7 separate regions of the Mus musculus genome follow, and all the other regions are linked to region 4. Evidence: chromatin contacts called from public Hi-C, HiChIP or PLAC-seq and promoter capture Hi-C data. All regions are on one chromosome and are shown on one strand. The core of a region is the stretch at or near the end of the contact, and the rest is flanking DNA. Distances in the headings are between cores, read along the strand shown.

What was found. Promoter capture Hi-C pulls out the DNA fragments that hold promoters and counts their contacts. A called contact is a pair of places that touch in the nucleus more often than the background predicts. HiChIP or PLAC-seq counts read pairs in DNA pulled down with a chosen protein or histone mark.
Region 1: a contact with region 4 is called in a Hi-C map of the G1E-ER4 cell line, with 4 times the contacts expected there. The contact joins the enhancer-like site here to the promoter of Gtf2b in region 4. A contact is called at or near these places in 11 of 39 promoter capture datasets (the 3T3-L1 cell line, the C10 cell line, cranial neural crest and 7 more), 5 of 484 Hi-C or Micro-C datasets (B cells, the Ba/F3 cell line, the G1E-ER4 cell line and 1 more) and 9 of 115 datasets of contacts at active chromatin or transcription factors (astrocytes, craniofacial prominence, embryonic forebrain and 6 more).
Region 2: a promoter capture Hi-C map of 3T3-L1-derived adipocytes shows a contact between it and region 4, with 11 times the contacts expected there. The contact joins the enhancer-like site here to the promoter of Gtf2b in region 4. A contact is called at or near these places in 9 of 39 promoter capture datasets (the 3T3-L1 cell line, 3T3-L1-derived adipocytes, cranial neural crest and 6 more) and 5 of 115 datasets of contacts at active chromatin or transcription factors (T-cell acute lymphoblastic leukemia, embryonic forebrain, embryonic hindbrain and 2 more).
Region 3: an H3K4me3 HiChIP or PLAC-seq map of embryonic limb bud shows a contact between it and region 4, with 7 times the contacts expected there. The contact joins the enhancer-like site here to the promoter of Gtf2b in region 4. A contact is called at or near these places in 7 of 39 promoter capture datasets (the 3T3-L1 cell line, cranial neural crest, frontonasal cranial neural crest and 3 more) and 2 of 115 datasets of contacts at active chromatin or transcription factors (astrocytes and embryonic limb bud).
Region 5: a promoter capture Hi-C map of hippocampal neurons shows a contact between it and region 4, with 6 times the contacts expected there. The contact joins the enhancer-like site here to the promoter of Gtf2b in region 4. A contact is called at or near these places in 3 of 39 promoter capture datasets (cranial neural crest, hippocampal neurons and liver), 1 of 484 Hi-C or Micro-C datasets (cortical neurons) and 3 of 115 datasets of contacts at active chromatin or transcription factors (astrocytes, embryonic forebrain and pancreatic cancer cells).
Region 6: a contact with region 4 is called in a promoter capture Hi-C map of pre-B cells. The contact joins the promoter of Sh3glb1 here to the promoter of Gtf2b in region 4. A contact is called at or near these places in 6 of 39 promoter capture datasets (cranial neural crest, embryonic stem cells, hippocampal neurons and 3 more), 2 of 484 Hi-C or Micro-C datasets (CD4 T cells and pro-B cells), 2 of 115 datasets of contacts at active chromatin or transcription factors (astrocytes and extraembryonic endoderm stem cells) and 1 of 9 other capture datasets (macrophages).
Region 7: a promoter capture Hi-C map of hippocampal neurons shows a contact between it and region 4, with 11 times the contacts expected there. The contact joins the enhancer-like site here to the promoter of Gtf2b in region 4. A contact is called at or near these places in 10 of 39 promoter capture datasets (3T3-L1-derived adipocytes, the C10 cell line, cranial neural crest and 7 more), 3 of 484 Hi-C or Micro-C datasets (CD4 T cells, brown adipocytes and palatal mesenchyme), 9 of 115 datasets of contacts at active chromatin or transcription factors (embryonic forebrain, embryonic hindbrain, embryonic limb bud and 5 more) and 1 of 9 other capture datasets (embryonic stem cells).

The regions. Positions count from the first base shown.
Region 1 is chr3:144,376,322-144,379,769 of GRCm38.p6, forward strand. It overlaps Gm34434 (a long non-coding RNA gene), which reads right to left. Exons shown (of 3, transcript XR_001784068.1): 2 at 3,074-3,162; 3 at 1,155-1,355. Among named protein-coding and RNA genes, the nearest start is that of Gm34434, 4.1 kb to the right of the region's middle. Within about 2 kb of position 1,375, at least 30 of the 459 cell types and tissues checked have an H3K27ac peak or open chromatin away from gene starts, as enhancers often do. A contact at or near this core is called in the G1E-ER4 cell line and oligodendrocyte precursor cells, where this site is marked.
Region 2 is chr3:144,254,099-144,257,399 of GRCm38.p6, forward strand. No RefSeq gene overlaps it. Among named protein-coding and RNA genes, the nearest start is that of Gm46828, 19 kb to the left of the region's middle. Within about 2 kb of position 1,628, at least 24 of the 459 cell types and tissues checked have an H3K27ac peak or open chromatin away from gene starts, as enhancers often do. A contact at or near this core is called in 3T3-L1-derived adipocytes, where this site is marked.
Region 3 is chr3:144,287,808-144,291,321 of GRCm38.p6, forward strand. No RefSeq gene overlaps it. Among named protein-coding and RNA genes, the nearest start is that of Gm46828, 53 kb to the left of the region's middle. Within about 2 kb of position 1,939, at least 18 of the 459 cell types and tissues checked have an H3K27ac peak or open chromatin away from gene starts, as enhancers often do. A contact at or near this core is called in astrocytes, where this site is marked.
Region 4 is chr3:142,763,359-142,766,549 of GRCm38.p6, forward strand. It overlaps Gtf2b (general transcription factor IIB), which reads left to right and starts at 1,889. Exons shown (of 7, transcript NM_145546.1): 1 at 1,889-1,930. The coding sequence starts at 1,914.
Region 5 is chr3:144,316,803-144,320,473 of GRCm38.p6, forward strand. No RefSeq gene overlaps it. Among named protein-coding and RNA genes, the nearest start is that of Gm34434, 64 kb to the right of the region's middle. Within about 2 kb of position 2,244, at least 42 of the 459 cell types and tissues checked have an H3K27ac peak or open chromatin away from gene starts, as enhancers often do. A contact at or near this core is called in cortical neurons and hippocampal neurons, where this site is marked.
Region 6 is chr3:144,718,371-144,721,701 of GRCm38.p6, forward strand. It overlaps Sh3glb1 (SH3-domain GRB2-like B1 (endophilin)), which reads right to left and starts at 1,965. Exons shown (of 9, transcript NM_019464.3): 1 at 1,612-1,965. The coding sequence starts at 1,683.
Region 7 is chr3:144,397,732-144,401,260 of GRCm38.p6, forward strand. No RefSeq gene overlaps it. Among named protein-coding and RNA genes, the nearest start is that of Gm34434, 17 kb to the left of the region's middle. Within about 2 kb of position 1,825, at least 51 of the 459 cell types and tissues checked have an H3K27ac peak or open chromatin away from gene starts, as enhancers often do. A contact at or near this core is called in hippocampal neurons and liver, where this site is marked.

The DNA of each region.
Region 1 (3,448 bases), core at 125-2,624, 1.6 Mb after region 4:
AAGACCGTGCTTTCTTCTTAAAGACTTTTGGCTACCAGGAAGATTTTTCTATTAAGCAGGAATAATAATAGTAATAATAGTAGTAGAACTCAGGATCTAGAAATCACTCCAAGTCAACATCCTCCTGCTAGCTGGGGATGGGGATGGGAAAGTTCTGTTTGGCAAGTCCGAGGTCCTGACTGCTCTAATATCAAATAGCCGGATGAAAGGGAAATAAACTGGCTGTTTGTAGTTTCTCTGGCTCAGGCCTCAGGGTCTCATGTGTGTGGGTGAGGCCACAGGCCATCGAGTACACAGGTGCATGACCATTTAACCCTCTGAGACAGACCCAAACCATCAGGCTCCATGGCTAAGTCCCAGGGAGCTGGAAGGAAGGCTGTCACAGTCTATGCCCTAACCCTGCACCTTCTCCACCCCCTGCTCCCCAACCCAAACACACCCAGTGTAGACACCATTACAAAGCTAGGTTGCTAGCATATGAAGGTTTCCTTTGCTGTCAGAACTAAGGCAAGTCCCAGGACTTGGAGGACACAGACACACACCAACAACAAAACAAAAACAGGGGAACTCAGGCCTGAACCTGTTCCTTACAAAGGACAATTCTTTTTTACAAATGTCAAAAAAATCAGGCCCTAGATACCACTTGGCAAGCCAGAGCACGCGCTGAGCAAGTCGCTGGCCATTTCGGTTGCAGCAGTGATCATTTTTCTTTCCCTTTTGGTCCCTAGCGTGGTTCAATGAGTGACTATGTGCACACACCTGCTCTCGGAAAAGCTTCAGATGAGTGACGTTTAAACAGGGAATCGGATGGCAGTTGAAAAGAAAACTTGGCTTCTCTCTTTGAAACATATAACTCCTACTCCTTGACTGAATGTCACAAGGGAAAAAAAAAAATCTTAGAGGGCTTTTTTTTTCCCCTTTTCTCACAGGAGGGCGGCAAAGGCTGTCCGCCACTGCCACAGCCATACATGAAAGTTAATATTTCCAAGGCCCTGCATGGGACACCTTTCCCAGAATTCATGTTCTCCATGGGAAACCGAAATAGCACACGAGAGTTACCCTAAGTAGATTTAAATAATTAAATTCAAAAATTCTCAAACCACTTGCTGTTTCAAATTTATTTCTTTAATAACAACTCAGACTCAGCAACAGGCTGGATTAAGATTTCATTTATTTGAAATTTAAGGGATATCCAGCTCTGGGTGTTGTTTTTAAGTATTTAAGGGGAAATTTGTGCTTGGTGAAAATGAAGAGACGGCACCATTATAAATTCATTTCCTCTATTAGAAGCCCGGCCGGCCGTGCCTGCACGCTGCAGCTGTTCCAGGAGGCTGTCTCACAGGCTGGAGGGTGAGCTGCAAGCAGAAGACCCTTTGTTTCCCCTGGTAGGAAAGATTTGGCTAGCCCCACACCCTCCCCAAGCACTACTTCCTCAGTGGCGCCAGGCAGTTGGGCAGGATCATCTGGGGTGGTTTTCATGTGGCAGAGCAAGACATCCTCTGGGATTCCAGGGCAACTTGTAAGGATCCGTTTTTCACGCTGACCTCAAACCATGCCTTGTCCCAGACCCCAAAGGCAGAGGCCACTGTGGCCTGAGCAGAGTTCACTGACCTCTGGAACCAGCCTTCCAGAGCATGCGCAAAAGCAGAACCGGACTGAGAGAGCAGGTGTTCAGTCCATCGCAGGTAACCGCTCCGCGGTTCTTACTATCCACACTAACAGTTTTTACAAACAAGTGAGTTTCTTATACATTCATTACCACCCCGAGGCATTCATATTCTTTTTAAGTACAGAAACCTTAATTAGATTTTGACCACAGACCCGGGTTTGACTTTCGCTGACAGGGTTTCCATTAGTGTAATCTGTGGGGGAATTCAGTGTTTTAACATCTGTGTGCCTGAGGCCTATCTCACATTTACTGCAGAACTCTGAAAAGCCTCCCTTGTACGGATCCCCATTTCCTCGGCTCCCAATTTCACAGAAGTCATTTCAGCACCAAACAGTAATTAGCAAAGGGATGGGCCTCAGCTGACACGAATGCAATTTATTGTTTTCCACGAGGCCTCGAACCAAGCAAACAAAGAACACAGTGTAGCTGTCTGGCATTTTATTAACTTGTATTGTGTGGTGAGCTCACTGAAGGGAGATCTTCTGGAGAAACCCAGCACTTTGTGTGTGGCAACATGCAGACTTGGGGGGAATGTTAATTCCACTTCAATTAGGCAAGTTTTGTGGTACCTCAGCCTGCAATATAGGACAGCCACTTTTATAATGATCTCCCACATTAACTTTATCATCACCAGACTTTTGCATAAATGCAACCTTTCATCTTTAAAATGCCAACACTTTTTCAATTTTGGCAACCGTACAGCGCTGCTAATTATTTGCTCATTATGTGTGGTTAACTGATGAATCATTAATAAATGAATGAATGGCTAATATATTTTTATGGTAATTGGAGATATAACTGATTGCAGACTTCCTTAGCTTCTCAAAATGGCACTGAATGAGCAGTGCTGCCTAATTGTATACAGATGAGCTATGCCCTGACCCAGCATTTCCCACAATTGTGGTTTGTCCCTGGCAAATTCTCATCAGCCCAGGGTGACAGTTTGCACCAGATCAGCCCTGGCAGAGGGGAGTCCGTGGCGGTATGACCATGCCTCCTCCTTGGTATTTCTGTCACCTGGCCCACCGATGGACCTCATGGCCATTTGCTACCAACTCAAAGGCTGGACTGTGTTTGCTTGGGCATTGGCAAGGACGCAGCCACCAGTGGGTGCTGTGGGTACCCTAGTCAGCAACACATAAAAACTGACATTCACACCATCCAACTGCTACTTGTCTTACTTGGCACACAGCGCAGTCACAGCCAGTGGCCGCCAAGCCCAGCATCTCTCTGGTCCTAGAGATTCAGGACAGCCTTGGACAAAGAAGGTCCAAGGACTAAAACCAGCCAAAGCTCCTGGACTCAGTGTGACTCAACCATTCCACGACTGGTCTGCAGGCTCAGAGACGAACCACTGGATTACCAAAATTATATCCACCGCGCTGTAAATCAGTCAACACCTACCGTTTCAAACAAGGCCTCTGCATTTGTTGACAACTCTGGAGAAAATGAAAGATGATAGAATGCTAGCCAAATAAGGCTTGTTTAGCCTCCTGCAAACAGACGGAAGATCAAGTTAAAAATGCAGAGGAGATCACCAGTTCTTAATTATAATTATTTAACCAGGTGGGTAGTTTCTCCTAATGAACATTTCCATGAAAACAGAATAACTAATGACAGTCTTAAAGAAGCCTTTGTCTTTCCATGTACTAATGATCACATTTATAAATATGCAGCAAGGCCCCCGTGTACACTGCTAATGATAAGTAATTAAGGACAGGCGTGGGAAGCCAGGGAAAGGGGTCACGGTAATGCAGGAGAGGAAATTAAAAATGCAAT
Region 2 (3,301 bases), core at 378-2,877, 1.5 Mb after region 4:
CAAATCTCTTCTGCTCATAGGTGTGTTACATAAAACAGTATTTGGAAAACAAAAATAAAATAAAATAAAATAAAATAAAATAAAATAAAAAGTGAAGGGCGTAAGTTAACTGCCGATCCGTGTTAGGTCCTTCACTTTACTCCTAAGGACTCCAGCCAGGGCCCAGGAGATCAGCCCAGCCTATAAGCCTCACTGCCCCCCACCACCACCACCACACACCTAAGCAAAGATCTGGTTGGTGAGGCAGGCAGCCCCATCCCTCTCCTCCTGAGCCCAGGCTTCTGCTCTGCCACCAGCTCTTGCGTTAATCAGCCACCACAACCAAGAGGGCTGCTGTGGCCATTTGGAGAAGATGGCTCCCTCTTTTGGGTCATTCTCTAATAACCCAGCTAGCCAGTGGGGAAAGTGAAGGGCAGGAGGAGAGGAAGGCAGGGCACAGCCAGCAAAGCCGGGCAAGTCATGGACTAGAATGACTAATGTATGCCACAGCAAAGCATCGGAAAGCCAGGGATCCTGGGGTTGAGTTGGAGTGCACACGCCCACAGGCCGTGCTCCTTCTCCAGTGTATGACACCCTGTGCTGACCCCTTAGGAAAATGCAAGTTCTGTCTAGGGTTTCTTCTAGAGTGGCTATTTTTGACTCAAGTCAAAAGCCAGGTCTTTTTTCTTTTTCTGACTTTCTTAGACACAGTCTCATATTGTTCAGACCAGCTAAGGATAACTTTTGAGCTTCTAGTACTCCTGCCTCTACCTCCTGAGGTCTAGAATTACAGATAACTCCTACCCTGCCCCATCCATACAGTGCTAGGACTAAACCCAGGGCCTTGAGAATATTATACAAGAACTCTATAAGCTGAGCCTTGTCCCAGCCCATGGTTTTAGTGGCTTGGTGTTTGTTTGTTTGTTTGTTTTGTTTTGTTTCTTTTGGTTATTGGTTTTGTTTTGTTTTGTTTTGTTTGGTTGGTTTTTTTTTTTTTTTTGGTTTTTCTGAGTTTTGTGAGCTTTGGTTGCTGTTGTTGTTTTTATTCTTCCAAGGAAGAGGCTATGATGCAGCTGTGAGAGAAGGATGAGAGACCATCCCTGGCAGATAGTAGGTGTTCAACAAACACAAGTGGTGGGAACACAAGTGTGAGTCACTGGGACACAGTCCCTTGTGTGTTTCTTCTGGATGTTCAAGAAGACATGCGAGTTAAAGATCGTAGAGTTTATAGCAGTATCTCATGGGCTATAAATCTCAGCAGTGCAGTCTTAAAAATCACCACTGCCTACTGAAAATCCATTAAACTCCATTCATAGTCCAGAAACCAGGGCGGAAAAAAAATCCTGCAACTTCTGCCTGTGGCTTCTCTGCTCGCCTTACCATTTCTTCTAACTTTACTCCAGAAAAAAAAAATCTCTAGGGAAATGAAATTAAGCCGTTTCCCAGATTTACTTTGCAAAATTAGTCCTGGGCTGGCCTTTAACAAGGCAAACACATTCTGCGGAGTCGCAGGAACAACAGCACAGCATTCCTGGACCGAGGCTTGGAGCCCATGGAGCCAGACAGGCTGAACAGGCAGAAGACAAGGATGTGTGTTTTGTAGCAAGTGCTGCCTTCAAGGCTGCTTGTCCAGGGGCAGAGACCTCTCTCCCTTGCCCTCTGGTTGGACCTTGCCCTTTCCTGCTCTTGGAAGTGGCATATGTTTACTGTCCCTGCGTGTCTAGGCTAGGGAACTGTTATTCAAAATCACTAAGTCAGGCCACGGTCTTATACAAGTTTCTAGAGACTGTCACCAGAGTGATACAGTGCCCCCATCTAAATGTCCCTCTTCTTGGAGTCTTGAGATGATGTGGCCTTTCTTGACACAGAAGCTGCCCGCCATGGTGAGTCACCCATCAGAGGCCCTGCTTGCCAAGGACTACATGGCACAATTTGCCTGGAAATGAAGAAATTCCATTCTAAATCTGCATATTCATCATTCTAGGAAGATAAACACAGTGTAAAGCTAACTAAAATATTTAATAGTCAACATTTAATAATTCCCAGATCATATGTGGGACAAGCTCTCATACGGAGGCCACCGCCATACTCATAAATAGGAAATTATGCAGGCAGTGGTCAGGAAAGCTCTCTCCCCTTCCCATAATAGATTGTCTTTCATTCAGTGTGGGTTTCAACAGTTGCCCCAGGAGAAAATAACGCCTACTCTATCCTTGCCTTGTGGACCAGAGGTCGTGGTATTTAGCAGTCCTGGAATGCCCTGTATCTGAGAGTTTCTTATCTCCCCGCCCCTCAAGGAGCTTTGCTCTGGTTTCTCTCCTGAAAAACAAACAGTAGCTACGGCAATAAAAAAATTATGGACAAAGTCAAACAGCCACATGAATTCGGACCCCAGTCAGGTAAGGATGCCTTCAGAAGGAAGTCCAAATCCGAAGCAAATCCTTAGCCTGTGGCTTTGGACCTGAAAATGCAGCTCATTGGCTCCTGCAAGGGCTAAGGGGGACATTTTAAGAGACAAGGATCAATAGAAGCTCCTTCCACTGACAAATGGGTGGATTTCCTTTTTGTCCATACATTTACTGATTTTGTTTGAGTATGTGGCTGAGTAGTTGGATTCAAGACAGAGTCTTGCTAGATAGGCCAAGCTGGCCTCAAACTTGCGATCTTCCCGCCTCTGCCTCCCCCCATGCTGAGAACGACAAGCCTCTGTTATCAGACCCAGCTCACTTGGTCTCTTCTTATTTATTTATCCATGATATATCTATTTATGTATTAGTTTGCAGTACTAAGGTTGGGAACTGTTGAACCTAGGGTCTTGTACACGTTAGGCAAGTGCCTAACTACTGAACTATCTGATATTATGTGATATAACTTTTTACTTTGAGACAGGGTCTTACCAAGTTGCCCCAGCTGGCTCCGAACCTGTGCTCCTCCTGCCTTAGCCTCATGAGTAACTGATATTACAGACCTCCACTACCAGGTCCAGCTCCAAGTTTTCATTCAGAATGTTTTTAAAGGGGACACATTTAATGGCACTATTTGCTATCCACCTCTGTAGACTCTCTCCACTAACGCCACTTATTTTCCATCACAGAAGAAATTAGCAAAACCTAAACCGATCCCTCTTGCAAAGACATTATTCAGTGGTAACAAGTCCCAATGTGAAGAATCCAGGTTTCCTTCTGTCTAATCATATGGCCATTTCCCCAACTGCTTCACACATGCTAATGGAGTGTGGCAAGCTAAGCACATTTGGCTCAGTGGAGGGTCCAACCTGAAATGGCTCCGCAATGACAAGGCTCTAATCATCTCTCCCTAATCT
Region 3 (3,514 bases), core at 689-3,188, 1.5 Mb after region 4:
CAGAATGGCTCCCAACAGAGCCTTTGGGATTTGATGTCAGTCTGCCATTTGTGATTATCATATCAAATATTTTGATGGTTGAAACTGTCAACTTGACAGAATCTAGAGCCACCCAGGAGCAAACTGTATGACTCCACTGTGAGGGGTTATCTAGACTAATCTAGCCTCTGACCACACCTGCACAGGTGCATCTTGTTAGGCTAACTGAAGTGGGCAAACCCAACCTAAAAGTGGGTGGTGCCATCGCCTGGGCTAAGGTCCTGGGCATAGAGGAGAAAGAACGCTGAGCATCATTCATTGCCCCTGTCTTCCTGGCTGGGGACACAATGTGACCGTCCTCTTCAAGCTTTTCAGCCCGTCTTACCTGCCACAATAGACGAGATCCCAAAAACATGAGCCCAAGCAAGTCTTTTTCATTCTTGCTTTTGTCAAGGAATTTTGTCAAGGCAACAAGGATAGATGTGAGCCGGCATTCTACAGCAGCGGTAGGAAAAGACATGTGAGAAATCCATGTGTCGTGTCCATGTGGAGGAGGTGAGCGAGAATCCCAGCCACTTAACTGACACCTGCGCCTTGCTAACCTAGGACTCAGGAGTAATGTCTCTCTGCTCACGGGGTTTTGCAATGGCTTCTCTGTACAAAGCTTTAGTCACCTCTTCTCTGAGTCCTTGGCTGAGTCTAACCGTCAGCTTCCCTCTCTGACTTTGCAAACTCCCACCTAAGCAAGACTCCTAAGTGACTTTAACAAAATCCTTGCCCACAGTGTCTGAGTGCCCAGGTCTGGCCAACATCAAACTGGTTTAGCCACAAACTCCCTTTTTCTGATTTTCCTGCCTAAATCATTTCTTTACACTCTATCATATATAAATCTCTACTTGTGCCGATTGAAGCCAGTTCCAAGTCTCAATTCTGTCAGACCCCTCCCAGTGGTCCTATTATCATTTCTCATGAATAAAATCTGTTTAATGGTATCAGTGTAATTTGTAACCAGGTTGAGCTGTGATCAAATGATTGGCCTATAAAATTTAGTGCAGTCTCTGACATATAGCCAGCTCACTATTTTTGTTACCATCATCATCACCGTCACTACTACCACCACCACCATCCTTGCTAGACAATGGAGTATGGGTTGTTTTAAAGAAGTGCTATTATCTTAAAGTGCTCAACAATTTACTTTTAGACTTTTAATAAACAGAAAATGAGACTAGTCAGGATGATAAATGAAGAGATAGATGGATAGATAAATGATAGTCAAATATGAGGTAGATGAGAAAGAATAGATGATGAAGATAGGTGGATCAGTAGGTGATAGATACATAGATAGATAGATAGATAGATAGATAGATAGATAGATAGATAGATGCATATATACATACATAGATGATGATAGATACATATATACATGCATACATACATATATACATACATAGATGATAGATACATAGATAGTCAAATTATAGGAGATAGGTGAAAAAGAATAATGATAAAGAAGATAGGTAGATCAGTAGATGACGGATAGATGATAGATAATTGAGAGAGAGAGACGATGGTGTTATTGTAACACTGTAAAGTAACAAACGTTACTTTCTCTGCTATGAGTTTATTCTCTGAGACTGCAGAATCTACAACTGACCACACTTAGTAGGATGGAATTCCTGATACAAAAAACCTAGTCACACTTCACAAGTAGCAGGCACAAGGGTTCCTCAGAGCCCTGCCCTTCTCACTAGTCCCTAAGTATTTTATTCTGTTTTAATTTCCAGGCCTACTGGAGGCCCAAGTCTTTTGAGTGTTCCGCTGGAATGTTAATTATGGGAGATTCCAGACTCTGTGGCTTAGAAAGGAGTTCTCATTTACCCTGTTGCCTGGCACTGGGGTCCCTCTTGCCCAGCCTTCAGAACAGCAACTCACTTTCCAAAGCCCACAAGACTGAAGCCAGATGGCAGGCAATGCAGCCCAGTCCTGCTGCTTCAGGCTTTGCTCACCCTGCCGGCCCTGTAGCTCCATCCTCTGGCAATGGTCCTCTAGGCACTATGCACCCTCTCCAGGACTCAAAGATGGATCCAAAGAACGCCTTCCTTCATACAACTGCTACAGATGCATTCGTGGTCTCTTGCTTCACCTGAGCCACCACCAACCAGAAATCAATGCAGGTCTACTTACCAAGTCAAACACCACCCACTTGTCTGAAAGGAATTATTTCTTCCTGTGCCTGCACTTCACCTCTCCTTTGCTTGTGGCAGTGGCTTTGGCAGCTTGCAAGGGATTCACTTTCCAGCAGATTCCATCATTAGCATGTTTGATCCCCTTGCACAGCAGGTCAGTACAGGAAACTCCCAAACGGACCCCAAAGCTTCCTGAAGACCGCCATGCCCCTGTCTCTGGCTTGCCCGCTCTGCTAGCTGGGTTCTTGATTTTCAGGATTCACAGAAAGGCCAGATTTGCTCTGTGATTGGAGATATTCAATGTCTCCTCCACAATAGGAAGCTTGGGAAAGCCTGGGACAGTTGACCTCCATAAAAGAACGAGAGCAGAGTAATAGTAAGAACCTTTAAAATTCCATAAGTGGAGGCCGGGAAGACAGCTCAGTAAGTAAAGTGCTTTCGGTGCAAGCGCGAGGAGCCAAGTCCCAATCACCAGCCGTCAAGTAAAAGCCGGACTGAGCAGTGTGTCGGTAATCCCCGACACAACATTACGGCTGGGGAGACAAGCAAATCCCTGGTCTCCCTTGCCAGCCAGGCTAGTTAAATGGTGAACTCCAAGAGACTCTCTTTCAAAATACATGCTGGAGTGTGGTGAGGAAGACACCCAATAGAAGTTCCTAGCCTTCACACAAGCATGTGCGCATACACACACACACACACACACACACACACACACACACACAAACTTCACAATAGAAGATGAGGACAACCTCAGTCGTTTCAACTTCCTTAACTACTACCCCTAGACAAAAGGCTCCGGGTCCAAAAGCCAATCTTGTAGAACAGAGCCAACACCAGTCAGATCATCCTCTGTCCTCAAGAGTGAAGAGAGGATGAAGAGACAGGTGGATTCATAGCTTGCTCCTAAATGAATCCAGTGACTTGTGCTCTGTATCATCGAGGCCAGTGGCTTGTGACTTTCACAAAAATCTGTTTGAAAATGGAAGCCTTTGAGGATCAAATACTTTTCTTTTGGTCACGGCTAGATCCTTTCCTGACTGGGGATCACTGCCCGTTCTGCTTAGTTAAGGTTGTGAGTCCTAGCCTGGGACGCTCAGGTGACCATGTCTTCTCTTCCCTCCCGCAGAAAACTAGTCTTTTTTGATGAGGGGGAAATGAATGTCACTAGGATAACAGCCAGAGTCTCAGAAACCTTCATCTCTTTTTTCTTCTGCTTCCAAGTATTCAACTCCCCAAGAGTCAAGCAATCTGCCTAGTGTACCAGAAAACCATGTCCATTTTTATTGGGAGCTATTTGAGGCGTATCAGCAGCATGCCAGACACTGTTCCATGGGCCCCCAGAGCCTCTC
Region 4 (3,191 bases), core at 639-3,138:
TAGGCTTAGAGTTTTCAAAACCTTCTTTAATTATGGTTCTTTAAGACTTCAACCTCTGTTGTAGTCCAGCATCCACCAGAGTTAGGGAAAAAGAAAGGTTAATAGGAAATAGGGGTTGTGGACATGCTTAGAAATGGTTCTTTGGAGCTATTCAAATCTCTGTTGTCAGCAGTCTGGTCTACTAGCAAACTACCAAATCAGCAACAGCAGTCCAGTACACCAGTCCAGTATACATGGCAAACATAAATCCATAGCAGCCGCTAGGTCCAGAGGAAACCATGAGGTTCGACCTATCAGCACAAGTCCACAGAAGCAGGAAGAAGCCGCTGGAACACCACCATAAGTTCTTTGGTGCATTTTTCACTATGAAGTCACAACAAGCTAAGATCAGCGAATCAAGCAAGGCGAACCAATTGCAGGAGCACTGTCCGCCGTCTGTTGGGTTATACTTATGCTCTTTCCAAACATATGTCCCCTCAAGCATCCGCCGTAGCAAAACATCACACGCCCTTTCACTAGGCAGTTTTCAGAAAAACACCCTGCGCCTGTTCTCGGCAAAACACCGTTACATAAGACAGTTTCCAGAAAAACATCACATGATACAACTGAGTCCCTAACAAAACCAGAAATTCCCACTTCAACAAATGTCTGCTTAATGGCATTTGATTTCCATTAACAAATAAAATGCTTACTGAGTTTTCATCTCAGTGGAAGACACCCAACTTGCAGTTACCTTAATTCAGACTTTGTTGGGAATGGTTTATTTACAAGAAAGTAGCACTGTTGCCTTAAGGTAAGAGGACGGGAGCTGAGACAAGGTCTTGTTCTGCAGGTCAGGCTGGCTTGGGATTCATGACCTCCCACCTCTGCACCCTAACTTCTAGAATTACAAGGGTGACCCCCAAGACCTGCCTTGTGAGGCCCTTGTATAGACGTTAGCTGTTTTATTACATTTCCTATACTCGGTTTTCAGTCAAATATTCGATGATGATTGGGGAACAACAACAACATGGGTCATAGCAGGGCTGTCTCTTGCAATTCTAGAAGGGTTTGTGAGCCAGATACCCTCCATGCCTACACTGTTGAGATAAAGGACATGTAGGAACTTTGAATCATGTTGGCCAATGACAGAGCTTGAATTGATACCTACTCCTGAAGACAACAACTAATTTCTCTTTTTATTCCAAATTCTTTAGTCAGGGCAAATGAGACATTCAATCAGATAGGGAAAACTGACTTGAAAATAAAGGAAAGGAATTTGGTGCGAGCGCTTTGCCCCTTTCAACCAACCTGGTTTCCTTGTGTGTTGGTTATTTTGTGTGTTTGTTTATTTAAAGGTGTTTTTTGTTTGAGACGAGGTCTAACTCCAGATCCTCCTACCTTCTTGGTGCAGGAATACTTGAGAGTATCACCCGAGGAGGCAACTCCCATTTTAATTTCCTCTGTTTGAGAGCTAGCTCAGGCGCAGCACATTCTGAGTCTTCTTGGGTTGATTTTTTGTTTTGATTTGTTTGAGACTGTGTGTGTCTGTGTCTGTCTGTCTGTCTGTCTCTCTCTCTTTATCTCTCTCTCCCTCCTCCTGGCTGTTCTGGAGCACCCTGTGTGGATCAGGTTCCTCTAAACTCACAGAGATCCTCCAGCCTCTGCCTCCGGAGATCAAAGGGGTGTGCTATCCCGCCAGGCTTTGAAGATTTTGCCAATCAACCAGCAGCCGGGAGCCACGCAGCAGCAGCGGAGACAACCAGGAAGTACACAGCCCGCGTCGTCAAGGACCGAGCGCTTTTTAGCCCTCCTCCCGACCCGTAGCCGCGCGGAGTGCGCGCGAGCGACTCGCGCATAAAAGCCCGGCTCGGGGCGTCTAGGAGCCAGTGCTGCTTCCTGCTTCGGACGGAGCTGTTGGCGGAGCCGCGAAGATGGCGTCGACCAGCCGGTGAGTGCAACGGCCTCGGAGCGAGTGGAGCAGGGCATCGCGGGGCCCAGGTTCCTCCAGAAGGCCGCCGCGGGTGTCCCTTACCCACCTGAGTCATCGCCGCCCGGGTTTGACCCTGCGGATCCGCACGGCCCCGGCCTCCGTCTCCGGACCCTTCAACCGTCTTTGTGTCATGTTGATGTTTTCTGTGTATTTTCTCCCTTACGGCCCATCCAGCCGGAGGGGGCTGAAACCCCGTTTCCGAAGAGCTGGAAAAGCGACGTTCCAGGTCCCTATCGATCTGACAACCGCAAAGTTGAGAAACGTCAGCATTGGTTGTCTGGTGGCAAAGGGTCGCTAGCCCAATGGCCCCCCCAGAAGTGGAAACGAAAGCACATACGGAGACTTGATTCATTCTCCTAAAAGACCCCCTGTCCCCACCCCGAAAAGTATCATTGCGTACTCTGAAGGAGATGCTGTCTGCAGAAAATTAATTACATATGCTGGAAGTCATTTTAAATGTATTTTTAAAACGTAGTTTGCTTAATATCTACAGGAAATGCGTGTTGTGACCGCAGAGACAGCCTTTAATCTTGTGACCTCCAAAATGCTTTGCAGACCCTAATTATATCTCTTGTAACCACTATGAGGTAGATATTAGTATACTGGCATATGTGTAAACTGAGTCATGCCAGCGTGTTGACCTTTCGCGGGCCACTATACCTATTCTGATTATCCGTCCACTGGTCTCCAGTTAACACAGAATGTACAGAAAGTATCAAATTAAGTTCTGTTCTTTTGGCACTTTTTTTTTTTTTTCGGAGGTGGTTACTATGTGTGGAATTGGTAAACGTCACCGGGGGAAGCCATTATTTACAGAAACTTGGCCTTTCTGGGAACCTCCAAGTCTGCTGTTTATTATAAAAAGTGGGAGGTGGGCATAGGAAGCCTCGTGAACTTCTTGCGTGGAAGCAATGGGCAATCTTGTTTACTGATTTTATGATTTAATTAGATTAATTATGATTTAATCATTCCATCTGGGTGTGGTTTTGTCACGTAAGGCTTCCTTGTAGCGACATAGGAACCTTCAGCTTCCCCAAATACTATTGAAATTTCCCATGGGTGATGTGTTCATATGTAGGCACAGCTTACCATCTTAGGGAAAAGGAACTCCTGTATTCTTGAAACACAAGTTGTAGTGTTTAAATAGTACACATAGTAAAATCACTGGTTACAGTTTTTAAACTTTTCTTCACTTAAAAAAATCCCTTGAAATTAATTT
Region 5 (3,671 bases), core at 994-3,493, 1.6 Mb after region 4:
CTTAGATCACGTGGTAACTGTGCTGCATCTTCCTAACTACGAGTAAACCGTAAAGGTAACCAAGATTAGACTGACCGAAAGCGTATGTTTGGAGTGATTAGCTCTTCTCTCTAACGTGACTGTCCGTCTGCCTTAACAGAAATATCACAATTTTACATTGTCACCGTGTCGGCTATTGTCACCTTTCACCATTACATACTCTCAGGGCGTGGGTTACATTTTAGGAATGCTACTGAAAGATATAGTCATTGCTAAATATAATGGTTATTTTCCCATGGTATAGATCCTTAAACATCCAAGAAAAGCTTTTCTTTGCCCTGATTTGAAATGCATGCTCTGCCAGTCCAATCCTAGAACAGCTGATTCCTGCCATCCCAGCCAAGGGGGTAGATAGATGACTTCCTCAGGGTCAGAATAATAGCAACCTGGAGCATCCATCCATAAATGGTGCTAGAACGACATGTGTACCTTCAAAATCATTCCTAGGTATGGAACTGTTTTGAGGGGGGAAAAAACTGAATACATCAAAAGAACTCTTAGGTAGTGTGGAAGAAATGACTCAGCAAGCTGCCAGAGGGCTGGGATCCATGCTAACAGAACAGAGAGGGTCACTCAAGTGCCTTGTTAGAGGTGCCACCCAGCCAAATCATAACTTACGCTTTCGGGTTGAATTATGCATAACTGGAGCCAAAGCCAAGTCGCTTGTAAGAACAGAAAACATGCTTTGAGCTGCCCCCAGGGCCTTGCCTCAGCCCCTAATGTGAAGATAGGAAACAGGTCATTAAAGAACTCATTTTAGCATCTGTCCATGGGTTCTAACTCAGGTATTCTAAGCATCCATTCCCAAAGTGACCTTGGGTCAAGGTTGGGTTATGGTCATGATGCTAGGCTAGAGAGCTATGGCTCAAGGCAGCTTAGCCTTCTATATAGGTCTTGTTTCCCAAGTTTACTCTGTACTCGGAAAGGCTGTGCACCAACCTCAACCGCTTTTTTTCACTTATTAAGAGAGGAATGTAATAATAATTCTTACCTTCGAAATAGTCCATATGAGTTCAATCGCTTAATTACAACCCATGACCATCCATGAATACGGGAGATTAAAAGTATTGTTATCTGGGGTGTGTGTGTGTGTGTGTGTGTGTGTGTCCCTTCTTAAACACTTACACACCCACCTTAATAGCAAAATTTCAGGTTGCCATAGGGTTAATTAGTGTCATCCTTCCCATTACAAAGCTCTCTCTGTCTACCCAGAATTTGGCTAATGGTTCCCAAATCAAATAAAACACAAAAGATAATCTAGCCTCTCAGAACAAACGCCACTTACTCGCCTTCTCCCCAGGCCATTCTTTCGTTCTTGGCAACAGAGCCATTGTCAAATAAATATTAGTTCTAATAAAGATAGTGCCAAGACCTGGTTGTGACAACTCTACCGGCCACCTACTGGCATGATCCAGAATGAACTTTTAAGAAGAGAGTGGGACACTGAAGGTGAAACGGTGTTAAGATCAGACTTCACTGAGCCACATGATTTCCTTTGGGATTTGGGGACACTATCTAACTTACAAATGCCTCCATGGATCTCGAGGTCAAATGACCCATTTCAGAGGGCATCAGCTAGACACAAGGGCTTCACCAACTCCTAATGCCTGCATTTCCTGATTATTCAGCCCTGTGCTGGTACAAACAGGCCGTGAAGCAGGGCAGGGTGTTTGTGAACCGGCCTCCTGGATGCTTCTTTATTCCGCTACATCGATATTCATTTTTGCAGGGTTCCTTTTTCAGTGCATCAGGCTAGAAGTGGCAACTTGGACACACCGTGGTGTTTGGCTGAGGGAGGGGGATTTATGAGCCTGCTCTAAAGATACAGCCCCTGTTGCACCAAGTGAAAATCTTGTTGGAGCCCAAAACAGCAAGGAGACAGCAGGGGGCTAAGGGGGGGGGGGGGGATAAGTCAAACCACCTCTCACAGCAGAGCTGAAAACCAAGTACCTGGATATTATGTGCCTGCCTCTGCTGTTCTCGTCGCCAATTTCCCACTTGGCCACATGTGCACGTTTAATTAATGTTCTGCTCATCACCTCCTGCAAGTCATTAATAAGGATGCACTGTCGATCCAGGCCCATCTCAGAGCCTGCCAGCAGCACTCCACTGCTGGCCACCGTCTCCCAGCCAGTGCACAGCCGCCCACCGGCTGCTCACGTGGCTTTTCCAGCCAGGTTTCCATCCGGGAAGCGGAGCTCAGAATCCGCTCGGTTGAATTCATCTTTCAAGTGAGATTTCTGGATGCATCCATTTCACTGCCTTCACCCACTAATGTGGTAGAGGGTGGGTTTTTTTTTTTAATTCTATTAAAAAATGCAATTAAATTTGTCTCATGGAATTTGCTCTTTAAAAATCCAGACAGCTGCTTGCTCATGGTGGCATTATGCTCCTGATTCCTGCACATTTTTTTTCCTTCATCTCCATTCCATTACTTTGCTGAGGATTAAAGACAGGCTTAGCAGATGGCAAATGCCAGGATCTCTTCCCACCCCCACCTCCCATTCGGAAGGCTGGGATCATATCGGCCAGAATACACAGCCCAGGTTTCTCCGTTCGGCTTTGGAAAGAGAGAAGCAATTGTTTAATTCAAAGCCATCAGCTAATGCAGAAAATAAGATGGAGCAGGGAGAGGAGAGACCGAGGGCTATTCCCCATAGCTGGCCTTTAAGGCCATGGTCAGGTGTCTCTCCCTGAGCCTCAGTTTATCTCTCCAGAGTCCCTCCTTCCTCCTCCATTTCTCAGCCATAAAGCACTCATTAGGCTGTGAAGCAAATGAGGTAATGTCTGTGGTGAGAGGGTTTGTGCGTTTCCAAAGAAAGACACCATATAAAAAGCATTCTGATTGCTAACAGTCAGGGACACTCAGCGTCGGGCCTGGCTGGCTTTATAAACTATTTAACTGCCTGCTTCTTGCAAAAACTATTTTTATCAGTTAATTACACATTTTTCTTATTAAATAACAATGTGAAAGCATTTCTTGCTCATTTTCCTGTCATGACTAATTTAATCTGCCTCCCTTTATTAAAAGTCCGGTTCTCTTGTCGTGTCTTAGCCACTCTGGTAGGCTAGTGACACCCCCACAACTATTCGGCCCCTTTGAGTCACATCAACTCCTTTCCTCTTTTCTCTTCTCTGCAGCCCAATCTCCTTTTTTTTTCTGCACCACGGCTGCATCTGGTTTCTAAGGAACGGCCAAACAGTGGAGGCTCTGCCTCGTCGTTCTCTTCCTTTTGGGTGTTCCCTTGAATAAGCCAAAGCCCAGAGGAAATCTGTCTATCTATGAATGACATCCTGCATGAGAGGGAAACCAAGGCAGCATGGAAACTGGGCTAGTACTGAGTGTCTCTCTCTCTCTCTCTCTCTCACACACACACACACACACACACACACACACAAACTCGTGACCTGGATTTAGGAAAAGAAGAAAGGTAAGGATGGGAAAGCCACATTAGTGGCAGTCCCTGCACTGGGGGAATCCTTTCTAATACCATTGTTATGAATCATAATTAATTGTGATTAGTAGCAACAGTAGGGACACATGCTTAATCTTCCAATGGGAAAAGCAGACATAACATACCTACAGACACTCTGTGGGCCTAAGTCCACAAAGACAGGAAACAGCTCAGAAA
Region 6 (3,331 bases), core at 715-3,214, 2.0 Mb after region 4:
CTGATTGAGACACATAATTGTATTAAACTGTGGATTATGTAGTATCTGTCACATTAAATACCTGGAGTAACAGGTAAGCAACACTAAACAAAACTTACCACAGCCTCGGCTCCTCTACTGAGTTAATGTTAAGTCTAAAAACACCTCATCTCATCCCCCAATTATTGAATCACACATTTCTGGGGAGGAAGGAGGATTAAGGGGCGAGTATGGCTGTGAGCTTCTCACACAGTGCACTGGTCCAGGGAATCAAAAGCGAGGTGGAATCTCCCATCCCTAAGCGTTACTCACTGTTGGTAAGAGTTCAGATTTTACCAAATGATCTTTAAGTTCTCTTGGGGCCACATCATATTGCTATTTTACATATCTTAACCCCGTGATGATCATTCTGAGGGAAAACGCAGCCTCTAGTATAGTAAGTAGTGGGTCAGAGGGCAACTTTGGTTGTCTGCTAGCCAAGCAAGTCAAGCCAGTTTATTTACCCTCTCTAAGACTGCTTCCTTTTTAAGGGAGGGCGAACAATGCCTCTCTGGCAAAGTGACAGAGATGGGCTGCAGCTAGTACGTTCAATGCACAGTAAACTGCTCGTCATACTATTTTTCATAAGATAGGCAGTCATTACCCTGGGGAACTGTCCGATTCTTTTGCCAAGGATAACGAAATATGATATTCACAGTGCCAGTAAAATGAAATGAATCAAGAAATAAAGCAGCACACGTGAGATTTATAGTTCGGTGGGATTTTGGCACATGGGACATTACTTTTGTTTTCTCTTTCCGGAACAGAGGGCTGCTGCTACCCTATGTCACTAACTTCAATACCAGATTGTTTACAAGCCACGTTGTGAAATTGACATCTGCTCCGAGATTTAACTGAGTTTGCATAATGTGGGTGTTGACTGTAAAAAATCTGCCCAAGTTCCCTATTGCTGACACTTCCTTAATCACAGAATAAGGAGACGCAGTGAACTTTTCCCTTCCAAGTGCGCCTGAAGCCAAGCGTGCCCGGTCCCCTCCAATGTGACAACAACGTGAATCGCGTCCTCCTCTCACCCCTGCTCTATATAGCCCATCTGGGGAACGCGTCAGGGCACCCCTAATCCTAGGTGTCCTGCGTCCTTGGTGAAGCTGGGACACCGACAGGGACAGGCAATCTCCATCTCCCCCACGGGCTGCTAAGCTCTGGGACAATCCTTCCAAGGGGCAGCAGCGAGGGCTGGTGGGAACTGAGCTGGCAGCTCCTCTGCGTTGAGGGGCAGGAAAAGGAAACTCCCTTCTCGGTCGGACGCGGCCCGGAGGGCGAGAGCGAGCGCAGCGGAGGGTGGGGGTGGCGCCAAGGTGCTCGGCGTGCCCTGCCTCGCCGGCTGGGGCACCGAGGCCTCCGCCCCGGGGTGAACCCAAGGTGTCCGCCCTGGGCCGCGTCCCGACTCGCCTGCCGGGGCGCGGGGCGGCGGCGGCCGGGCGAGCGAGGCGGAAACGGCCAGCGGGGCAGGGGCGCCAGGCCGCGCCCATCGGCAGGCCTGGGTACCAGGGCGACGCCGTCCCCGACCCGCCCTCCGCTCGCCCTCCCCGGCGCCACCACCCCGCCCGGCCCCAACCGCCGCCGCCGTACCTGCACGGCCCGGCTGAGGAAGGTGCCCGCGTCGGCCGCCAGCTTCTTCACGTTGAAATCCATGATGTTCATGCCGGGCGGCAGCCGGGCAGAGCCGCCGGCTGCGCTAGCGGGGAGGCGGGGAGCGCCGCGGCCGGGCTGGGGCGCCGGGCGACGGCGACGGCGGGGCGGACGTGGTAGGTGGCGGGAGGCGGCGCCAGCCCCGCGCAGCTGTCGTTTCCTGGCGGGGAGGCGGGGGAGGGAAGAGGGCGGGCGCCCGCGAGCGCGCGCCTCTCCGCTCACACGCTGGGCCTGTCGCGTCGCCGAGCAGCTGCGAGCCACGGGGACCGAGGTCGCGTCCGGAGGAAGGCCCCGCCCCGCCCCGCCGCCCGGCGACTGTGCAACCGCGGCGGAAAACAGCCGGCCGGGAGGGGGGCGTGGCCTCACCGATGGCGTGGGGTGGGGGGCGGGGGTGTCCTCGCGGGAACAGCGACCCCTGCAGGGTGGCCGAGGATTCACCACTGGGTGGAGCCGCTGCAGAGGTTCTCATGGGAACAGCGACCCCTGCAGGGAGGCCGAGGATTCACCACTGGGTGGAGCCGCTGCAGAGGTTCTCATGGGAACAGCGACCCCTGCAGGGTGGCCGAGGATTCACCACTGGGTGGAGCCGCGGCTGAGGCTCTCCTGACAGCTCACTAAGCACCAAGCCAGTGTCAGAGCATCAGTGGAAGTTCTTACCAGAACGAGAGCCTCCTGGGCTCTCACCCTGATTCCCTCCCACAGCATCTCAGTGAGTGTCTGTGACAGAATCGCCCGGACAAAAGTTCCTTAGAAAAGCATGGACAAAACGTTCCTTAAAAGGAAACAGAACTGACACTATAGAATCATTGGCCCGGATTTCCTGTATTGGGTCTGGGGTCAAAGGCTACCTATGGCTTGGGTAGACACCTAGCCAATCTTTGCTGAACGGGATTGTCTTCATTGTCCCCTACCCTATTATACTTTGACTCACTGTTGAGGACCTATTGTGTGTGAGGCATTGAGTAGGTGCTGAAGGGTTCAGTCCCTTTGGTGGCTGGTGGTCATCTGAGGCATATTTAGAAAGTATCTCCCATCCCCTGGGAAGGTATATAAGAGCATTTCAGAGAGACAATGGAGAAGAAAGACAAGGTTCCTATCCGGTTATACATTCCTTCACTCCTGAGTACCTACTGTCTGGCAGGGCCTCAACCTTCCAACTCTTAGCTGTGTGATAAAGGCATGAGCCCTTCCCCCCACACCCACCCACCCAGACACCCACACTACACTCAGCTAATTTAGTTTCTGTTTTCTGAGAAAAGGCCTCATGCGACCTAGCCTGGCTTCAGGTATCCAAAGACCGCTTCAAACCCATCACCCTCCTGTCTTTGTTTTTCTTTCTTGTTCCTCCCTCCTTTTTCTTCTCCCCACTTCCTTTATCCTGGGGACCAAACCACTGTCCAATAGATCCTGTTTTACAGGTCTTATCATGTAACTTTCATTTTGGTGTTTCAAGATGCCTCTGGAACCTCTAGATATCACACATATGTTCTCACATTAGAAAGGAAATGAAGGGGAGAGGCAAAAGTACACACCAGCTCAGTGTCCCTTTCTCCTTTAAAACAAGCATTCCATAACCCCCAGCTCGTAAACTTTCATTTTCACATCGTTAGTGAGAACTGGGCCATTTAGGTCCTCACAATGGCAGTTCGATCGAATAAAT
Region 7 (3,529 bases), core at 575-3,074, 1.6 Mb after region 4:
AGCTGGTCTTAATAACACTGCTTGAGGCTGGCTAGCAAGCAAAGAGGCTTCCTCAAGGAAGGTATTACTAATCCGTGGTTTTCACACTTACAGCCTCATTCATAGCATTAGTAAACGGCCCAGGGACCAGAGGATAGGGCACCCAAATGAGCTGTGAGAACCATCTCTGTCCACCTGAGACAGGCAGCTCTCGGAGCTACAGAGTGCTCACAGTTCCAAGTTGAAGAAGGGTTTGCCCGTCTCGGAAAGGATCCCGGTGGAAATTCAATTGAGTCCACTGGCTTCATCCGTGGACCAGCGAGGCTCCCTGTAGCATTTGAAGGTTCGCCCGTTTTGGCAGCTCTGAAGATCAAACCCAGCACCTGCTAGGCTGACAGTGTAGCACTGAGCTCCATTCCAGTCCTGCTATTTCAAGTCTTGAATCAAAAGCAGGCATTCCCTAATAGCACACGGATAATCCTGCAGAAGAAACCGGAAATGTAGATAGACTCTTCTGTTTCAGCAATAGAGGCTTTTATAGGTAAAGGGATATGTGGGTTTGAGCCGAAGGGTGTTTGACCAGGTCTCCCACCGTTGCACTGATTTCCACACAAGGCAATGGTAAGAATGTGCCGCCACAGGCAGAGTCACCCTAGTGGTATCACAGTGCAATTGCATCTGGTGTCTCATTTCAGAAGGCAAGGATCTGGAGAAAATTCCATTGTGGGAATAAGGAAGCCAGTATGCTCACATGTTTTATCTCCTATGCATGGCCACATCCTCTCTGATAGCCTCTCTTCCACCCTGGGGGCGAATTAAAAACATGGTATATAAAACGTGCCTTTCAATTTTTCTGCAGTTTGGTAAAAGTCTGGGCCAAGGTCTTAGACTTGGTAGCAACTGGTACTGTTTACTGAGTCCTTTTGATTTGCCACTAGGGTTATTTTAGTATAGATCAAACTTCCTGTGGGTTAGGTAGTGGCAGGGGACAGATGCTGGAGACATTAAGCATGTGATTGGCCAGAAGGGTGAAGCAGAGGCCAGAAGATGGCTACATGGCATCCCTGGTCTTGTAACCCTTCCTTCCTTTTCTCTTTCTCTTCTGCCAACTCAACCCTTCGTTTTCTGCCTATCACGCCTTTGATCTCGCAGTCAAAGTGCGTGTTGGAATTCTGTCGCTGGGTTTGTGGTCCCAGCCAACAGCATCACCCAGCCCTGCTCTAGCACCGATGTCATAAATCCAGAAGAATTTCTAGGGAAGGAAAAAAAAAACCTGTTCTGAAGTCGAGTTGCTACCATTTCGACATCCTGACAAGTGTGCCCTTGTGTGCTTTCAGCTTAAAGGAGGCAGGAATGTACCAACCGCCCCAGAATTCATGTCATGTTCTCAAGAGTACAAAAGACAAGGCAGCATGGGGTGGGCTGGGAGACATCTCCACTCCAGTGTGTCCTCCATCAGCTCTCCGCAGGGAGGTATTCTGAAGGAACACAATGGTGACCTATAGGCTCAATATGATTAGAGTTTCAATAGTGGAAGATAGAGGACCGTCAGTGAAGAGTAGGAGCTCTGTAGTAGAGTGCAGGGATCGATCGAGTCTGTGGGCCCAGGAGTCTAAATAGCTGCCTGAATGGGGCAAAGGATATGGTGATGCAGACAGGAAGGCCAGAGGACAGCAGGTGACCCGGAGAAACCACCTTGTGATTTGAAATGTAACAGGGAATCCCGGTTCCCAGGAAAGAGAACCGAAGTGAACAGAAAGTTGAGAAAGCCCGACTCCAAGTGGTGTACTGGGCATCAGGGAGGGGTGGGACACACAGTGCCTGAAGCTAGTGACAACCGGGCTGCTGTTACCCCCCAACTACAGCATAGTCCCAGGCAGGCAGTGCGCAGGAGCCGTGGGGGTTTTGACGGCCTCTTGCTCAACACGCAAACCTTTAGCTGATGCCAATCAAAGCAAATGAGTAATTAATAATCGGGCAGGGAGCGACTCCGGGGAGAGGAGGGTAACAGAGGACAAAAGAGCTTAGCCCATTGGTGTTTCGAATGCTGGGTCGTAGCCACAGGGCGAATTCCCCCTCGCCCAGCAGTGCAGCACATGAAGGTCCTAAGACAGGATGGAGGGAGGAATCTGGTAGAGGCAGCTGGTGGAAAGCCAAAGGATTTCCCAGGGCCACGCGCGTCCTAGCCAGTGGACAACGTGTCTCAAATGTTCCTGTGGCGCCACCTAGTGTCCAAGGCTCAGAGGATGCCCAGGCAAAGGCTTCAAACTCAGGCCAGATCTAGGACCTCAGAGTCAGAACTTCAATCTTTAATGTTATGAGGCAGGTTGGGGTAGGAATGGGGTGTCTCCTGGCTGTGGACAGACCAATGACACTCTCCAGCTGGGCAAACGCCCGTGTAAAATCTCTTCTGCTGCCACTAAATCTAAGTAGCACATTTGCCAGAAGGTACAGGAAAAATGACACTCCCTTTCTGAGACCATGAGGTGATGTCTGGTTTTTCCTCAATACAATGGCAAGCCGGTTATTAATTCATCCAGACAAAAAAATATAGATGCTGTCATCGTATAAACATGAGTCCCTGAGCAGAATGGGGCCTCAGGCCATCAGGGGGTGCAGCATATGAAGTGTGCTGAACTCTGGGACAAAGGACAAGATCACTTTGTTGAATGGAAAATGGGAGATGAGAGAAGACCCTGAAGTGGAAAGAATGAAACCTGGGAGCCAGGATGTGCTTTTAGAGTTCTGGCGTTGGCCCTGCTCGGTTATCTGTGTGACCTTGACCAAGGGAAACGGTGTTCCTCTCTCCCAACAATGCTGCGAGGCTCAGATTGTGGGTTTCCCTGAACAGACGAGGAAATAGCGGCTCCAGGAGTTTATCCAAGGTCAGGCCCAGGTCGGTGGCCACACCAAACTTCCAACCCACATCTGCCCAAAGTTCACAAACATGTTCCTCTGACAAGTCCCAGGCCCTCTGGGCTGTGATTCTCTGTCTATACCAGGAAGGGGTCCACTCCAGAAATAGCAAACTGTGATTATAGGGTTTCATCGGTCCCTTAAAACTCTGTTTTAGTGCACACAAGCCCCACAGTGATAACAAAAGGGCCTTTTAAAAGGATTTATCCATCTATAAAAGCTACTGGGTTTTATTTCCCAATATGGGCAAAGAACACCAAAACAAATGTGTTAGGACATCAAATCCCCTTTAAAATTTAGGGCAGGGAAAAAAGAGACTCGGAGTATATTAGGGGGTAGCGATAGTGTGGTGTCCTCAGCAGTGGGACTGGGTCCTCAGCAGGGTCCAGCTGCAGGCATTGCTTATCGGGAGCCAGTGGCCTCCCAGGCTAATTGCATTCTGACGATTGTTTAGCCTTGATAAACACAGCAGTTTATCTGGCTACCGGTTCGGATCTGGACAGAAGCAGATGGAGCACACTTGCAATAACCTCAGAGATAAAACTTTCCTATCTCAGGCAGTTGATCTCTTCCTTCAAGGGTCATATTGTCCAGCAACGGCCACCTCTGAAAGAAGGAAGTGGGGGCAAGCCAA